2 separate regions of the Mus musculus genome follow, and region 2 is linked to region 1. The links are chromatin contacts, called in public promoter capture Hi-C maps. All regions are on one chromosome and are shown on one strand. The core of a region is the stretch at or near the end of the contact, and the rest is flanking DNA. Distances in the headings are between cores, read along the strand shown. Region 1 has its middle 39 kb from the start of Gm35580. Region 2 holds the start of Cbln4 (cerebellin 4 precursor protein).

Region 1 (2,700 bases), core at 97-2,596:
GAAAAAAATTAGAAAAATAGAAACTATAACAGATATTCCATCCTCAGGGATCCATCATGGGCACCTTTTTGTGAGGAATGGATGACACCAGGAACTGCCAGCTTTTCTTAATGATAATATAAGGCCCTGGCATCCAAAAGTCAAAACTATGAGTATAAAAGAAGTGACAACATTGTCCCTTTAAATTGAGGGTTTTATTGTTGTTGTTGCTGATGTTGCAATTGTTGTTATCGTTTTTATGAATAGACACACAATGGTGGATTCTAAGGGAAAAAATATGAATTCAGCAGGAAAGTCAATGATTAAAACAAGGAAGTTGAAGTAAAAGCAGAAAACAGTTGATCTGCTTGCCCATTCTTTGCTTCTAAATGAACATAGTGAGCCTTTCTGTTAAAGACCAAAGGAAAGGTACAGTCCTGCAGACATTATTTGAGTCTCATGGCCACTGGCAAGCATGGAGTGTCTTTATTAGGAGAGTTCATCACTGCTTACTCAATAGACAGATACTCCCTGTGGCCGTCTATTGTAACCATTTCTAGGAAAGTTCCCTTACTGTGTCTCCACACATGTCGATAGCTTTCATTATCCATAAATCAAGACAACACTGCTTTCATCAGAGTTTTAGGCCATTCCTGTTAATCAATATGAAAACCAAAAGATTAATGTCCCTTAGGTTTCTTCTTCCCGTGTACAATGAAGACATTGCAACTAGGATTGACTCAGACCATCTTCTTCTAAGGCTTCTCACTAAGACAGATTGGAAGTTACTTGTAGCTCATTGTCAGATTTACCACCACCACCATTATCACCTTCACTATCACCACTACCATTATCACCACCACCACCATTATCACCATTACCACCACCATCACTACCACCACCACCACCAACAACAACAACTGCCATGGACCGGGCTCAGTGGGCCCTCCTCAATCTGTGCAAATCATTGTCTCAGACAGATGGGCATAGAGCCGGCAGGAATGGGGCTGACAAACAGACGCGACAGGAGAGAGTGTGTGTTGAATCTGAGTGTAATGTCCAAATAGAAAACAGACTTTTTTATACAGAAGAAAAAAACAAGAAAAGCCAGGCGGGACACATGCCAAGTTACAGTGACACAAAACAAAAGGAATGCATACATCAAAAGATGGAGGGGGACCAGGCCATTTAGAATGGAGCCAGGTGTAATGCTAGTCTATTGTTAAACCCACCACCAGGGGTTCTTAGTAAATACCTGATTATGTTGTTCCTTTGGGCCTAGTGAAGAAACCTGTCCCAGGGGGATTCCCTAACGCTTTCATGGTTAACCCATCAATTCACCTATTCACTAGGCCATTGTGTATTCCCTTGTTTGGTTGAGACTCGGCTATTGTCCTAAGTAATCACTCTGCAGACCAGCCCGGATCTATTCTAGCTCTGTTCTTTGTAATGCCTAATTAGTTTCACTGTCTCTACTAGGATTTTCTAGGACTTTGGAACTTTGGTGGAGGCTTACCTATGTCAAAATTCAATCTTTAATGGCACTTATAATAAAACAATACTGAAAGAGAGCATACACCATACTAATGCGGGGACAGGGTTTGAGTATACGGGCTATGAGAATGCCAAGGTTCCAGGAGGCTGAGTTTCCTTGGAACTCTTTGCCTCGTGACTGCCTCCAGGCCTTTCGACCCCAACAGGCAGACTTCACTGGAGTGGGCGTAGCAACCAACACCACCTTCATGTATTAGTACTTACTGTTTCTACAAACCTAACTTTTCATATGGACCTTTGAGCACATCTGATTTTAGAGTTGATAATTCTTCAGAGGTCATGTGAATGGTTTCATTGTACTTTAGAAGAGTAAACCCTTTCATTGTGATCTCTTTCAATGGATAGCAGACAACCTCATGAGAATCTTGACAACATCATGATAACTCATGGGACAGAAGATGGATCTGAAGCAAAACCAAGGCCTGAGTGACTAACCCTGTGAAGTCAGAGGACACTAAACAGATCAAGGTTGACTAACTCTCAGAAGCCACTAGCAGAAGCAAGGACATGAGAGACATGTGACTCCCTGTGAAGCCACCCAGAAATCAGGAGACATGGGTGACCAAGTGTCGGAAGCCATGTGTCTTTGCTGTGTCGATGTTTTGAGACATGGCCTTTAATCATTGCAGTCAAAGTACCTGGCCCATCATCTAAACCCATACAATGCTCATTTTATTAAGGAGCACATTGTCCTGCTGAGTCTCTCATCTTCTCATCTCAGCAGTCCTCTGAGAGCACAGACCTCATTTAGTCCACAGTGAATATTAAACCTAATTCAAACATCATCTTCTTGAAGCTTTGCCAGAGCCTTCACAAATGTCTGGCTCCCTTTAGCTTTTAAGATATGTTCATGATATTCATTAATTTAAAGATCATCCATAATTATTCATGAATGAATCAATAAGTGAAGAAACACATAAGCAAACCACTGTTTGTAGATGACTCCACATTTTTCTTCACCTAGGCCTTCCTATATTTATCTACCATAATGCCAAAAATCTTCTGGATAATGACTGCCTTCTGTCATTTAAAATACAAGGTCCAGGCTGGAGAGGAGGCTCAGTGGTTAAGAAAGACCATTGCTCTTGCAGAGCACCCATATCAGATAACTCACAACTTATCTATAAAAAATACAAATTTTAAAGCATTTTGGACTTTATTTGGGGC
Region 2 (2,700 bases), core at 80-2,579, 160 kb after region 1:
AGATGATGATCCCTTGGAGTCTGTAGCTGGGTTCGAGTCGCACACCACCAGACACTTGCCCTCCAGAACGATCGGTTCCGTGTCATTCTGTGCCCAGACAGGCAGCACTAGAATCAGCAGAACGGCTGGTACCACGGACAGCGCCCGGCGCGCGGAGCCCATGGTGAGCCGCGTGCGCAAGCGGCAGCCTGGCGCTTCTGCTCCCAGGCGGCGCCTGCTACCCCGGGATCCGGGAGCTCGGGAAGACGCCAGTGGCTAGATCGACAGCGCTGCAGGAACAGCGGCGGCGGCGGCAGCAGCGGCGCGCGCACTTCCACCAATTCTCAGGACTGAAGTCTCCCTTCGAACTGGCTGGCTGGCTCTGTTACCTTTGTCCTTTAAGGAGCTCATGCAGAACTCCTACCCTAACTCCTCCACCCCCAAATCAGTTTTGCCTGGGGCCACGGCACCCACACTTGTCCCTTGACATCTAAAAAGTCTCCAGACCCTCTCAGTCACACCTCAAAAGAACAAAATAAATTCTCACCCCGAACCCAAGCACTCCTGGTGAAGCACAGAGCTGAAGACACAGAGGGGACTCCGCGAGTAAACGCTAGCAAAGGTGGCTAGTGCCGAGCGGTGCGGGTGTCGGTCCTGTCCGAGGGACTCTGGTTGGCGCAGGAACAAATTACAGAGGCAGGAGGTGTTTCCGGGGATGAGAAGAATGCCAGGTTATGTCCATGGCTAGGATGCTAGCGACTTCCACTTGCGCTTGGTCAAAAATTCCCCCAAAGCCCGGTGTCACTCCGACGCAGGTAGGCGGCAGCTGAGTGCCCGTCGCCAAAAGCAGTTCTAAGGTGCAGGGCGCCTACTGCCCTGGGTTCCCGCGTCCCTGCGCACAACTTTGTGTCTCAGCGTGCAGTGCAGCCGGAGGGACAGCGCCGAGAGGGCACCCGCGCGCTATTTATAGGAGTGCTGCCTGCAGATGGCTTTGGCTCGCCCGCTCATCCCGTGGATCCCCGGAAAGCAGAAAAGGCGTCCGTTGACCCCAGCGGAGCAGCGCCTGTGTGACGTTGAACGCACCCGGACAGAGCGGGACGCACGGCGCTGCCGGCTGCCAAGGTCTGAGGTCACTTGATCCCCCCGAAATCGCACTTTGTGTACCCAGAGGATGATGCTCACCTGCCTGCACCTGCCAGGGGTCCGCGGCTGCTCGCCGCCAGCTCCACCTGGACCCGCAGAGGGAGTTGTGGGTCCCCTCACCCTGCCCTGCGCAAGACTCTCTGAACCGAACGTGGCGCTGCCAGCTCAGATGTGGAGATGGAAGGACCTCGGCGAATCTGCGCGGTTTGCTATCTGACGCTAAGAGGACCAGCCAGTGTCCCCCAACTGCGCCTGGTCAGGAGCTTGTCCCACGTAACCCTCGAGCCTGGAGAGCCCAGAAAAGCCCGGGGGCAGTTCTGTGCCCTGGGCGGGGCGGGTGTGGAGGAGGCGCCTGTTTTTTTTTCTTCTGCTCAAGAGGATGAGCCTCGGAACCCACTGGGGCTCGCCTTCTCACGCTGTGCAGCCATCCCAATCAGGGGCAGGAACAATCATAGTGAACAGTATCCCTTAAATGTAACAATTAAAATGCACACCCCGAGAGTACTGCACCCTCTCCCTCTTTGATGTTCCTCCCCTGTGCACTCCACTGCCATCTTGGCCTCTGACTGGCAACTTATTTTCCTTTTCGGAAGCCACGGAAGGGAAGCGGGGAAGCAGAGCTTGGCTTTGGAGTTGGCTGCATGAACCTGACCAAGACCTTAATGAGTGGCCAATACTACCCAAACTAAGGGCCCCGGCTTTCTGGTTCAGTATTCTTTGGGGTCAGGACACTCCCAAATTCCTTGTTGACTTCTCTTGACTTCAGCTGCAGGAGAACAGTGCAGCTATTCTCTAATCAAAACAACGTCCCTGTGGAAGCCACCAGCCACTCAGACCTCCTGATTAGTACGTACTGGTTGCAAATTGTTTAGAGGTTGAGTCATGTCCTTGGGTCAGATTAAGCTTCCCAGATGGTCCTGTGCGTTCTTGGAATGGCGTTCGAGCTCTTCCTCTGCAGAATCCAGACAGACCTACATCTTTAGTCTGATCTCCTAAGGTTCTCCAAGGGAATGTGTGCCGCAAGCTCATGCTGAAATTCCAAGTATTAAGATACAAGATGCCCCTAGGGTTGATCCTTAGCCCCAACTTCTTATAGTGATATAAAGATGTGCTGTCTGGAAACACAGTTGAGGGAGGTAGTCAGTGCAGCTTGTGAGTTGCTGGGGCTCTGGGGCTATGCTATTTGTAACAATGTTGCATATCTTTCATCGAAGCTCTAAAAAAAAAACAGAAAAGCTTGCCAGGCCTTTAGGAGAGTGCCACCTTGACACCACCGTAAACTTCATATAGTTTCTCATCTGACCTTTTCTGATGTCCTTATTCAAACACTGATCACTAGTCATTGCAGTGCCTGTGGCACTTCCGTGGTGTGTGTGGGTGTGGGTGTGTATACATATGTGTGCATGTGTGTGCAAATGTATGTGTATGTGTGTGTAAATGTATATGCACATATGTATGTGTGTATGTATGTGTACATGTATATGTCTATGCATGTTCTATTGTGTGTGCATGCATGTGTGTGCATGTGTGTATGTGTACATGTATATGTCTATGGATGTTCTATTGTGTGTGTGTGCA

What was found. Promoter capture Hi-C pulls out the DNA fragments that hold promoters and counts their contacts.
Region 2: a promoter capture Hi-C map of stem cell-derived epiblast-like cells shows a contact between it and region 1, with 2.6 times the contacts expected there. The contact joins the promoter of Cbln4 here to the enhancer-like site in region 1. A contact is called at or near these places in 5 of 39 promoter capture datasets (cranial neural crest, epiblast stem cells, maxillary cranial neural crest and 2 more), 2 of 484 Hi-C or Micro-C datasets (embryonic stem cells and nephron progenitors), 2 of 115 datasets of contacts at active chromatin or transcription factors (both in embryonic stem cells) and 3 of 9 other capture datasets (adipose tissue, embryonic stem cells and liver).

Annotation. Positions count from the first base shown.
Region 1 is chr2:171,878,080-171,880,779 of GRCm38.p6, forward strand. No RefSeq gene overlaps it. Among named protein-coding and RNA genes, the nearest start is that of Gm35580, 39 kb to the left of the region's middle. Within about 2 kb of position 1,347, at least 11 of the 459 cell types and tissues checked have an H3K27ac peak or open chromatin away from gene starts, as enhancers often do. A contact at or near this core is called in embryonic stem cells, epiblast stem cells and stem cell-derived epiblast-like cells, where this site is marked.
Region 2 is chr2:172,042,137-172,044,836 of GRCm38.p6, forward strand. It overlaps Cbln4 (cerebellin 4 precursor protein), which reads right to left and starts at 1,330. Exons shown (of 3, transcript NM_175631.3): 1 at 1-1,330. The coding sequence starts at 162.